Linked DNA regions of Hordeum vulgare: all the other regions are linked to region 2. A link is a contact called in public Hi-C data. All regions are on one chromosome and are shown on one strand. Each heading gives the region's core, a stretch centred on a gene start, on an enhancer-like site or on the middle of the called end of the contact. The rest is flanking DNA. Distances are from core to core; before and after follow the strand shown.

Region 1 (4,087 bases), core at 623-3,122, 520 kb before region 2:
CGGCTAGTGTTAATAAATTCGGTATTAACAAGTTTGCCTATATTTTTATTATCATTCTTTGAAGTTCCAGTGGGGGTATGGAAAAGAGTAGATTTCTATCGATCCAGTTTTTTTTGTCAAAGTGATGATAGTAAAACGAAATATAGATTGGCTAAATGGGAGATGATGTGTAGACCCAAAAAGTAGGTTAGGGATCGAGAATTTACAAATTAAAAATAAATGTCTACTGAGCAAATGTCTATATAGATTATGAGTGGAGACAGAAGGTACATGGGGTACAAATTCTGCACAATAAGTACCTACAATCTAAAATCTTGTCTCAAGTTATGGTGAAACCTTTAGATTCACCATTCTGGAAAGGTTAATGAAAACAAAGGAAGCTTTTTTCCACAAGGTGAAGTTTCACATTGGGAATGGTAACAAAACCAGGTTTTGGGAACATACGTGGTTAGGAGAGACGCCTCTAGCCATACAATATCCGGCTTTATATGATATTATACAACGTAAAGATGCTTTTGTTGCTACAATTATGCAAACAGTTCCTTTTAAAATTCAATTTAGGATATCTTTGGTGGCCGAACGTTGGAATGCGTGGCTCCTTCTAGTCCGTCGATTGATGGAAGTTCATCTGTCGGGCCAACCAGGCACAATTCATTGGAAATTAACTACAAGTGGTAGGTCCTCCGTGAAATCAATGTAAGTGGACCTTATCAATGTCAGAATAATACCTACTTTCTCCACACATTTGGAAAATTAAAGTAGCACTCAAGATTAAGATTTTCATGTGGTTTGTCCATAAAGGAGTGATACTTACGAAGGATGACTTGGTTAAACGAATATGGGTAGGTAATACTAAATGCTGCTTTTGTGATCATAATGAGACTATTAAACACCTTTCTCGAGTGCCCTTTGGCAAGACTTCTATGACATACTATTCATATAGCTTTTAACATTACTCTTCCAACGAGTATGAACACGTTATTTAGGACGTGGCTCAATGCAGTAGACCTCATCACAACTAGATACATTCGAATAGGAATTTGTGACATGCTTTGGGCTATATTGAATTGGAGAAATGATATGATATTTAACAAGAAGAAATTCAACAATTTTTTCTAGGTCATCTACAGAGCTACTGCTTGAATCCGTATGTGGTCGTTACTCACGCCTGAGGAGTCCAAGAAGATTATGGTTATTCGGTGCAGCCAGTGAGAGATGATAGCACCGGATAAATTCATTTGATATGAATGGCGGCATACTAATAGGCTACGTGTTTAGTCATCGTAGTCTATCTTTATCCTGCTAGTGGTGGCATGTCATTTTCCTTATTTTCGTGAGATCTTGTTAGACCCTTTAGGATTGCACTTATTTTGAACAACTTTGTTAATAAAGTGGCTGCATGCATCATCATGATGCGGAGGCCGGAGGTAACTTTCCTTTAAAAACATATAGTTCAACTATTCACAGAGTTGTAGAAGACATGTAAATATAAATTATCAAGCTAAACAAACTAAGTATGCTTGTTGTCTATTCGGTGGGTCGACCACAAAGTTTTGAATATCTCATAGTGTAAAAATATCGATACAAGGACAGCGACCGGTGACATGCTAACAATTTTTTAAATTTCACTATCAGATGGGCTTTACAATAATATGGAAAACAAATCACACAAACATTCCTTCCTAATGCATATTTTAGTGATGTAAGTACATTAATTAATTAGGGGACAGCCAAATCTATTTGACAAGGCCCAGTGATATCGACGCGTCATCATCGCCATTTTTTTTTCGCCGGGAATCATCCCCACCATGTTGCAAGGCAAAGAAAATAGATGGCCCAAAGGAGCGGATTCGTTCCTGCTGCCAAGAATCTCACACGCATCCCTAAGCTCATATACTCATCCTCATGCATGCCACGGCATATATAATTGGGTGCTTGCATGCGTCACATGGAATGCCAACTCCATCCATGGCCTAATGATGAAACAAAGATGCCCTAGATAAAAAGAAATCAAGAACCTGTCACTCAGTGGGCACCAGATCTACGAGTAGGATGGCTAATTCAGCTACTATGAAACACACACACACATACACACACACATGCATGCATGCATGTGTCTTGCTAAATATTAGAGGTGATCAGTGTAGAATACTAATATGTGATTATAATCTTTCAGGAATTTGTAGAGAGGGAAGGAGGGAGGGAGAGGGGGTAGCTACTAACCAGGCTTTTGTTAAGGGACCCTGCTCTGAGATTTTGATCTGGACCGCTGTCTCTGGGTTTGCTTCCTGAAGAAGGATGCCCTGTCTACCAATTATGGGCAGGGTTACATGGCCTCTTGGTCAGCATGCATGTTGAGTTGTGTGTTTGGTTAAGCGTGATCTGTTCTTGTCTCCTTGCACTTTCTATCATTCTTGTGTTATTCATGGCTACTATTCATTCTTCTATTATTCATGGTCTAGCTTTGCCAATGCACAAATTGAGGAATTACACGCTCCTTTACTTTTGTACTCGTAATAAGTAAACAGAAGTTACACATCCTTTATTTTTGTAATAACAAGATTAATCAAATCTTTAAAATCCAAACGTGTTGATCGATTTATGATCTCTAAAGTAGGGATATCATCTCCCAATTAAGAGTTCGGCACCAAGCCTTTTTATCGCCCACGTCTGATACTGATATGGCACCGACGGGCAAACATATAGAATGCATCTTCATTCAATCGATTAAGAAAGTACATTCTTGTCTCTTAGTTGTCGTCAAATATAGTGGCATGGGCGTTTGGTAGCATTTTTCATTTGATGATTCATATCTGACCTAAATATAAGACGGATATAGGGTGGTTTGAACACACTCGGACGCGTTCGCGTGACAAGCGCGACCCACCACCGACCCCACGGTTGTCCTAAAAAAATATCCATCCGCCTCATCACTCTGAAACCCTAGCTCACTCACTCTCCTCTCTCGCTACATCATCTCCTCTCCCGCATCGATTCCGATCGAATCCGGCCAATGTCGAGCTCCGGCAGCTGCTGTGAATCTAACATGGATCCGTACTACGAGCTTGCCATCCGCATCGCGCCTTGGAGCGGTCCAAGGTGGAGTCCGGGGCCAGCTCCGAATCTGTAGGCTCGCCGCTTCCCTGCCGACGTAGCTCGGACGCCTGGGCTGGCCCCTCCTAGCCCGTGCGCAACTCCGACACGCGGCTTGGGCAATCCGCACCTCCCTTACACTGTCCCCTGCCCCCGTGGCTCCTGCTCCCCCACGTGGGCTGCGGTGGGTGCTTGTGCCCGGCCCGCGCGGTGCGGATGCGCTCGCGGAAACCAGAGGCGCGCGTGGCCCGCCATGAGCGGCAACGACAAAGGGAGAGGGGGGAGGCGGAGTAGTCCGTGCACCTTCGTCGTGTGATGGAGGTTAAGCCTGACGAGGACTCTAGACTCCTCGAATGGGTCTACCGCCGGTCGCTTAGGAACACAGAGACGAACGCGCGGCGGCTCCGCCGGAGGAGCGCCAAGGCGCTCCGGATTGCCATTGACCAATTCGAGGGCGAGGCGGCGGAAGTAGCTACAAAGGCGGCTCAACTTGCGAAGCTCAAGTGGCAGCAGGATAGGGAGGTCTGGCGGCTAAAAGGGATCGTCATCCTCTCCGACACATCCGACGATGATGACGACGGCCACGGCTCCTCATCGGACGACTCGGACGATTCACCACCAGCCGCCGACGCCTACAACTGCGCCGGCGACCGGAAAGGCAAAGGTCCGGCGAAGAAGTGGTGAATGTCCGCCGTATTCATCTTCAATTTCAAGTTTTTAGTAATCTAAATTTAAATTTATCCGTCGCATATGTAAATTATGTGAAGTGTGACGATCTTTTGGACATCCGGCGATGATCTTTTGATGATCAAAATATGTATTCCTCTGTCTGATTTTATGTTTGTCTGGTGATCTATATTTTTTTTATCTATGTCGCATGCTAGCATGGATATATGGAGACCGGAAGACCGGATATGAGATATATGGATGTAGAGGACATGATTTAAGAAGTGTCCGATCAATGCCTGTGGACGCCTGGACGTGTCCGTAAATA
Region 2 (4,216 bases), core at 191-2,690:
AAAAGCCCGCTTCCCTTCTCTCTTCTCTTCTCTCTCATCCAACTCAGCAAAAATATAGTATTTTAATCCTTACAGCCTGCTGACTGTACCTTATTGTACTTGCTCTAAGGAGATGGACAATTCGCTTTAAAACCGGCTTGCGCAGTCAGCAATCTGTTAACTGTTTCCATCAAATTAAGAATCGCTGCCCTGTCATTGGGACTTGGTCGTACGTCAAGCCTCTGTCGACGAAACTGAAAGCTACTCCGTATATGATTTTAGCTTGCAGAGGAGGAGGAGGGAGGGGTGGCTGCATAGGCCGCAAGCAGGTGTATACACAAAGAGGAGCTAGCTAGCGTTATAGTGTGGGACGTATGAACGTACGTGCTGTACGTACGTTTTGCATTCGCGATCACGCAGGCGCGGGAAGGAAGAGTCGGTGTCACTGATTAATGGCAGTGCCCTATATATCCAGGCCAAAACATTGGCCGCGCGCGCATCCACAAAACCGGCGGAGGAAGGGGCCGCCCACTGGATCTACTTAGCTAGCTTACGGACTCGTTTGGTTCAGAAAGATTGAGAAGGTTTTAAGAGAAAAATCCCCAGAAGGGCAAGAAACCCCACAGGTCCTCGGACGCCCATTTGGCAGGAAAGGTTTGCTTAGCCCAATCCCCTCCGTTCCCCTTCAATCTCTTCATATCCATGCGTTTTAAAACCCTCTTCGAAAGACTAGTGAAAGCAAAGCCTCGGGGATTTGAAAGTATTGTGTGAAACAAAGGAATTCACACAATCCCCTGAAATCCCTCCCTCTCAAAACAAAGGGATTCATCCAATCCCTTAAAATTCCTTGAACAAACCAGGCCTACATGACGGCCTCGAGAACGACAGGTCGACCGAGCTTCCGAGGACGGACGTACGTAGGCATCCACGTTGAGTAGTGCAGGACCACATGATGGATGGAACTACGTCTCGCGAGCACCACTACGATGATTGCCGGGCCGGTTGACGATGAGGAACGTCTGGTGCAAAGTGCGACCACGCGCTGCCTGGGCTGGGCGCAGTATGGACAGAGATAGAGACAGGGAAGCCAATCCATGGCCTCTTTCTTGCTATCTAATGCTTGGCCACCCGTCGGAGGTCGTCGGACGGTGCAAATAAAGCTCCCGGTCAGTTAGGCCTCGGGCGAGGCATTTGACCACGCGTCCACGCTACATTCTTTGTCCTCTACGATAACCGGCTAAAAACTGAAGGCCCTACGTGTGTACAGTACTAATTCCCACTGCACTAGGCCAGTAACTCGACCCAAGAACACGGTATATGCCAGAGCGGATCCGTCCATCCTAGTCCTAGCGCACAAACACACAGTGGCCGGCCACCGCGCAGGCCTTAGGTTAGGACCACGCGTGCATGCATGCATGGGCGGTGGATCACGGTGTCAACGACAGGTCGGTCCATGGCCCCGCCATATGCATGCATGGAGGCGTGCAAGTAGAGAGGCAGATACAGGTCGGTAGGTAGGTCGGTAGGTTGGTAGGTTGGTAGCTGCATAGCGTCAGTCAGTCAGTCAGTCCGTCCGTCATTCATCAGGATCAGGGGCCAACCATGTTTTGGGTCCGGCCAAAACCTCCACCGTCGATCGCCACAAGCGGCTGGCCGGCCGGCCGGTGAGGTTTCAGAGGTCAGAACAGGGAGGAGAGCGACAGGTCCTCATGAGGGCCCAGGGCTAGCTAACTGCATGCATGCATCCTCACACATATAGGAGTAGATCTGCTGCCTTAGAGCGCATCTCTAGTGGATGGTGTATATGGAAGTGGATGGTAAATATACACGATGCAAACTGAAAAATGCTTTCCAGTGAATCGTGTATACGGACGTGCAAGTTTTACACGTCCATCCACGAGGCTACTCCTCATGAAAATAAACATGCCTCGGCCATGCATGGTATTTGAATATGAGTCTACATACGAATCAAAATAAATAAATCTATATTTAAAATATGTCTATATACATCCGTATGTAGTTTCTTTAGTAAAACCTCTTAAAGAGGTATATTTAGGAACGGAGGGAGTAAATACGTACTCGATCTTGGCTTGATCCGCCGCACGCATCTGCTTAGCGTGCTGAGCTACTCACCAGCCATCATGCATCGCATCGCATGTTATGCTACCGTACCGTTGATCCTGTGGTTGAAGAAAATGCATGGCTGGGACCAGGGATCTAATTATGAGTTGCACTAGGGCCGGTCTCTTCACGCATGCGCATTATTAGGGCGGTAATGCTGGAGTTAATCAGTGGATTAAGGTTGACTGACTCTCTTTCTTTTTTTTTTTTTTTTGAACCTAGGCTGACTGACTCTTGTTGCCAAAGAACCTGGCTGAAGAAGGAGCGGATTCATGTTTCAAGTGTCGATTTGACAGTTGTTTCAGACTGGAGGCAGATTATCATTACTGTTGATAAATGTTAACTACCCCTTGTAAAGCTCCTGAAAACTCCTGTTAAGAGCCATACACTAGCTGACCAACTACGAACCTAGTTTTTTCTTTTTTTGCGGGGTACAAATCTAGTTCTTTGATCTACCTCGGTCATCCGGTGATCGACATCTGACCTTCGGTCATGGGTCATATGCATCACCATAACCCTTCGTTAATGAAAAAAAAATCCTACAGCAACAAGGCTGCCGATAGTTAAGCGAAACAATGTGGAGATTCGCTAATCCAGTCTATGGAACATGTTGCATGTAACTAGCTGAAATGTGTTTTGAAATTGGTTGCCAAAATACTGAAAAATTGTTGCAAGTAGGTAAGATACAGGTCCATCTTACAATAATCTTGTATCACATTCACATGTACAGGCATACCATAACCGGGTCCAAGTCTTACAAGTCTGACGCCGAGGAGGACCAAAGCTAGCTGCATGACCTGCCAAGATAGTGCAAGACCCAAGACAGATCCCTGCACCTAATCCAGGGCCTCGACCTGACAAAGCGCTGGATATTATGTCGCCCCAGAACGCTGCACTGCGGACAGAAGCAGGGACCAGGGCACTCGGGCCAACTCCACCGCACGATCCTAAACGGACGTCTCGTTTGGTCTGATTTTGTCCGTTTATGATGATAATGGGTTCGCCCATGTCCGTTTCTGTCAGTTGGATGCGCCCATCGCACGGCCGCACCCCAAATCATGTTCGTGTTGGACTTGATTTTTAAAAAAACTTAACTAAAAATAAATAAACTTAGTTTAAAAGCTTAAAACATAATAAAATTAACATAAAGGCCTAGTTTTCACGGTCACAAAACGGCCCAGTTTTTGACATAATTAACATTAAGAAAAGTAGTCCGCCCGTCGTTGTCGTCGTCGTCGTCTTCACTGGTCGCCGGTGTCGTCGTCGTCGCCGTCGCTGACGAGGTCGACGTAGGGCGGCGGCGTCCAGAGGTGGGCCGGCGGTCTTTGGTGCGCGGGGGCGTGCTGGCGAGGCGAGGCCTCCCGCTCCGGTGACCGCGGCGGCGTGGGGCACCAGTTCACGGCCCCCACTGCCTGCGCCATCTCCGGCGCGGTGCACGACCAGACCCACGACGCGCCAACGGGCTCCGGCGGAAACGCGGCCACCTCCTCCTCCTTCATCGGCTCGAGGATGCCGACGTCACCGACCGCAGAGAGAGCCATGGCGCGGTCCAGGCCCGGCCATTGACGCTCATCATGCGTCGCCATGGAGTCCTCCATGACGCGCTGAATGAGCCAGACCTCCTCCTCCTCCGTCATGCGAGGAGGTGACGGAGACGGCGAAGGCGACGGCGTGGGCGTGAGGCCGCGCACCCGTGTAAGCCTGCGCACCTCCCGTGCCCGCCGCGGCCCCGCGACCGTCCCGGCGAAGTACGAGGCACGACGCACGTCGTGCTCGTCCCAGAGGGTGCTGTCGGCGGCGTACCTCGGGTCGTAGTATAGGTCGTCGGGGAGGAGGCGGCGACGGCGCTCGATCTCCTTGCGGCGCGCACGGCCGCTCGTCGGCACCGGAGGGATGGGAACGCGGTCGGCGAAGAGATGCCACGCGTTGGGGAGGTGGACATCACTCCACGAGACCGGCGTCCTCGTCTCCCACTAGCGCCGGCAGACCTCAACGCTGAGGTACTACCGGTCGCGATGGCCGACGGCGGGCCTGTGAGCGATGAAGAAGGGAGACGCGGCCTGGCGCGGTGGCGATGCGGCCTCCTCCTTGACAGATTCGCGGCGGCGTCCAGACA
Region 3 (4,124 bases), core at 1,234-3,733, 630 kb before region 2:
CAATTGGCTATCAGTTGTTGAGTTCTGGTACAATACCACATACCAATCTACTATGAAAAACACTCCTGTTTACGGAGTTATATGGGAGAACACCAAGGCAATTGGGCATCTCTGCTCTGGAACCAACTATTATTCCTGAACTGCCTGAGTGGATGAAAACAAGATCTGGTGTGAATGATGTCGTACAAAACTAGATACGTAGACCATGTTTGAGAATGAAAGCTCAAGACGACAATGGGAGGATGGAAACGGAGTTTGGGGTGAGAGATGGAGTGTATATGACGCTTCAACCATATGTCCAAATCACAATGGCTAGAAGTACAAACCGGAAGTTTTAATTCAAGTATTTTGGAGCATTTGAAGTTCTGCAGAAACTTGGGACAGTGGCATACAAATTGAAGTTGCATTCGGCAAGTAAAATACATCCACTGGTGCATGTCTCCGTTCTCAAGAAATGTGTAGTCCAAATCCTCAAATTTGACAAACTCTCTAGGATATATGATGGGATCCTGATACTTTTGTTGTTTTCTTAAAGTTATTATGAGACAAGGCTAATAAAGATGGCAAATGGCACTCATCCTCACGTGTTGATCAAATAGACAGGTATGCCAGAACATATGTCTACTTCGGAATCATTAACTGACATGTCAGAACAATTCCCAAACACACTTGCTCAAGGTCAAGCCAGTTCTCAAGAAGAGCATGTCATGCTCCGAGTGACATCTACCAGGAAGCACGGGCGGACCCACGTTGGGCTGTGTGGGGGTCGCGCCCCCAGTCAATTTATATTTTTACTACTATGAAACTCAATATTTTAATAGTCGGCCCCCCAATTAGCCAAATATTATTACCCCGAGTCACTTGGGCCCCCGCTGGATTCTTGGGCTGGGTCCTCCCTTGCCAGGAGGGCCCAAGAACCAAAACTCCTCAACCTCTTAGATGCGGTACAAAGAGCAAGGAGGCCCACACACCAGGACTAAAGGAAGTATCGGGCCCTCTTCATACGGAGGAGCATACCAATGGCTACCTTCTTGTAGTACATGACATAGGTGGAGAAGCATTGGTGAACAGAATTATCATTTGCACCTGCGTGTGTTCTCCTCCTTTTTCTGTTTGGAACCCTAGATCCGCTTTTATTTTCGAGTGATCATTTATGAGACATGTATTACCGACCAAAATTTTGTAAATTTGGTCAAATTTTACGAGCTTTAACTTTAAGCAAATCTTGACCTACGCTCTCTGGCTTGTCCACATCCAAGAATGTGAATGAGTCACATAGAGACGTACGTAGAGTCGCCCCAAAAAGAAACGCAAAAATGCTAGACGTACCCTTTATTTTTACAGAAAGTTAGGGGGTGTTTGTTTAGAGGGATTCTTTGGTGTAGGGATTAAAAAAAGTCCCTTTTAGACCCATCTAAACCGAACATGAGGGACTTTTAGGACTAAAAGTGAGCATCTGAGACTAAAAAAAGAAGTCCCTAAGGAAGAGTCTTTTTGGAACTTTTTCCAACAGTGCCCTGCTTTTAGCAGGTCATTTAATAACCTCTAGTTCATTAGTAGCGGTAACATGATCTTTTAGAATGTCATATAATAATCTCTAATCCATGTTTAGTCCCTGGAACCAAACAGGTAGTGACTAGAGATTTTTTGGTTGAGACTAAAAAAATCTTAGTACTTTTAAAACAAACATGGCTTTATAGACCAACCCTTCTCCCCTCATTAATGTTCCCCTCTGATTTTCAGGGTGGGACCGGCCTCATCTAATCAGTAATTAAAATAACCCAGCTCAGCCTTGTCCGTAGAAGTCCTGTAAGCATCCGTAGTTGTAGCAAAGCTCAAAGAAACGTACAGTGGAGCGCGTACGTACAGTGATGCATGCGCGCGTGGCACACAATCCGTGGGCACTCGTTACTGGTGACTGGGCAGGCAGCGCGCGACCAACCGACCGCACATTGGCGATGAGTGAGGGAGAGAAGGACCAGCCGGCCGGCCGGCCTAGCTATGACGCTGTAGCGGCTAGCCAGCACGCGTGGCTCTGGTCAGGTGCGCCCAAACTCGTCCCACGAATGTTGCCGCGCACCCCGGTAATTGTGCTTTTGTGCGTGCGTAGTTTCATTCCATTCCATTCTGCCGCGGCGTAGCATACGTACGTGGCCGGATTGATTGGTCATAAGACAATATTATTACTGGACTAGGGGCATCGAGTACGGCACGGCACGGCACGGCAGATGGAGACAGCATGGAGCGTGTCGTGTGCGTGTCTTTGTTCGGAAGGAACGGATCAGTGGTGGAGCGGCACGCGACTCCATATCCATATGATATGTAATCGGGTCGGAGACGAGGAAATTCCGGAGATGGCAACAGGCCAAGGTCCGGCAAGGGATGAATGGAGAGGAGAGGAGAGGAGAGGAGACGCATGGTGGACTGGGGTTGTCGGTCAAAACCCGCGTGGAGATGCCTGCCTCCGTCGCGCTTTTTAGTGGTCTCCACGCGCCACCCACCTCCACTAGCGCGCGTCCGTTTCCCACGCCGCGCCCGCGCGCACTTGGCCGCTAGACTGCGCCGCGCGTGTAGAATTCGATTTCCCTCTCCCTCTTCCTCGCAACAAAGAGAGACGGGACTTGCTTGGGCTCTCCCTCTTTAAATATATACTGCGCCAAAGGCGTATGTACGTGGAACACGTACGTACGCACGAAAAATGGATGGACGAAACTTGGTTCTTGGCCAATGGAAACGACAAAGGCAAAATATATTCTCAGATGGACAGCGCGACGACAATGATCTCAGTCTTTCCAACTTGCTACACATCCGACTACTCTACTAGTACTATATAGCTAGAGTTGTGAGTGACTCCGCCCACATCCATCGATCCTTTGCTTCATATTCCATTTTCGTGGCATCACGGCGACACACATACACATGCTCTCACGATCCATCATACTAGTACTATCTCATAATCTCATCGCCCATAGACCGTAGCCACACATGCCAACCACGACACGATGGCTACGTACACAGGCTAGCTGGTTATTATTAATTAATCCGGTTGATTAGTCACTTGTCTCTATCATTTAGCATCGCGTGACACCAATACTTGTCGCCATGTGCTATACCTAACCTATGGTGCCGTTACGTGGTCTCACGTGCTTATGCTCATGCTTATATGTATGTACACTATAAACCCTACTCCCAATTGCAACGTACTAGTACGTCTGGCCACTGCTCCTAATTACCGCACAACAGTTTCGAGTACCGTATGTACTGGGCGAACCCACCCCGACCAGATTAACAATGTACCTCTACACTACCTACACTAGTTTTGAGTAGGCAGCTAGGGGCACATCGCCTCTCGGTGCCCCCAAAATCGTAAGGCAAATAGCTCGCTTAGGGATAGGTTGGGTCCGGCGCCCCGCGCGATCCAGTTGTCTGACCGTCTCCGGTACCCTCCTCCACCACCTACGGCCATGGCTCCGTCGGCTCCATCCATGCGCTGCCACCTCGACCCTTCTCGGCGCCCCACGAAGAGCCGCTCCACCACGGTGCTCTCCCCTGCTCTGGATCAGGCCGTGTTCTTCCTCCGCAGCCACGCCGTGATGCTTTCCGCAGCTGATGGGGTCAACGTCTCCTCGCCGATGGCTGTGGGAAAGGCTCTGGAGGCCCAGCTCTCCGTGCCAGTGCACTCCTTGCGGGTCACGGCTCACCACCTCGAGCATTTCTTCGTCACCTTCACGCAGCCAGCTCACCAGGTGAACGCCGTGCGCCGGGGCTCCATCCGTGTCGACGGCGCCTGCTTGAACATCAGCCCGTGGCACGAGCACGACCTCGCCACGTTCGACTCCCTTCTGCTCCACGTCCGCGTCGTCATCGAGAAGGTCCCCATGCACTTCTGGTCGGTGGAGGGGGCGGAAGAGATCCTCGGCAGGCGGGTGCGCGTCGACCGTCTCGACAGCCGGACCCTAGAGCGGGGTCACACCAAGACCTTTGCCTGTTGGGTCTGGGCCAGGGATATAGCTGACATTCCGACGTCGCACACTCTGGGGGTCCTTCCTCGCGGAGCCGGCAGGGTGGAGGAGATGGAGGGATTCTCCCCACCAAACAGGAGAGTTGCGCCGCCACCGGCATCG

Evidence for each region. Hi-C and Micro-C count contacts between places; a contact is called where the count stands out from the background.
Region 1: a contact with region 2 is called in a Hi-C map of leaf, with 2.6 times the contacts expected there. The contact joins two enhancer-like sites. A contact is called at or near these places in 3 of 6 Hi-C or Micro-C datasets (leaf and seedling).
Region 3: a contact with region 2 is called in a Hi-C map of leaf, with 8 times the contacts expected there. The contact joins two enhancer-like sites. A contact is called at or near these places in 3 of 6 Hi-C or Micro-C datasets (leaf and seedling).

Annotation. Positions count from the first base shown.
Region 1 is chr2H:225,502,814-225,506,900 of MorexV3_pseudomolecules_assembly, forward strand. No RefSeq gene overlaps it. Among protein-coding and RNA genes, the nearest start is that of LOC123433800, 43 kb to the left of the region's middle. Within about 2 kb of position 1,873, at least 2 of the 3 cell types and tissues checked have open chromatin away from gene starts, as enhancers often do. A contact at or near this core is called in leaf, where this site is marked.
Region 2 is chr2H:226,021,096-226,025,311 of MorexV3_pseudomolecules_assembly, forward strand. The region is part of intron 14 of LOC123425940 (mitotic checkpoint serine/threonine-protein kinase BUB1); the gene reads right to left. Among protein-coding and RNA genes, the nearest start is that of LOC123425940, 18 kb to the right of the region's middle. Within about 2 kb of position 1,441, at least 3 of the 3 cell types and tissues checked have open chromatin away from gene starts, as enhancers often do. A contact at or near this core is called in leaf and seedling, where this site is marked.
Region 3 is chr2H:225,385,403-225,389,526 of MorexV3_pseudomolecules_assembly, forward strand. No RefSeq gene overlaps it. Among protein-coding and RNA genes, the nearest start is that of LOC123433806, 74 kb to the right of the region's middle. Within about 2 kb of position 2,484, at least 3 of the 3 cell types and tissues checked have open chromatin away from gene starts, as enhancers often do. A contact at or near this core is called in leaf and seedling, where this site is marked.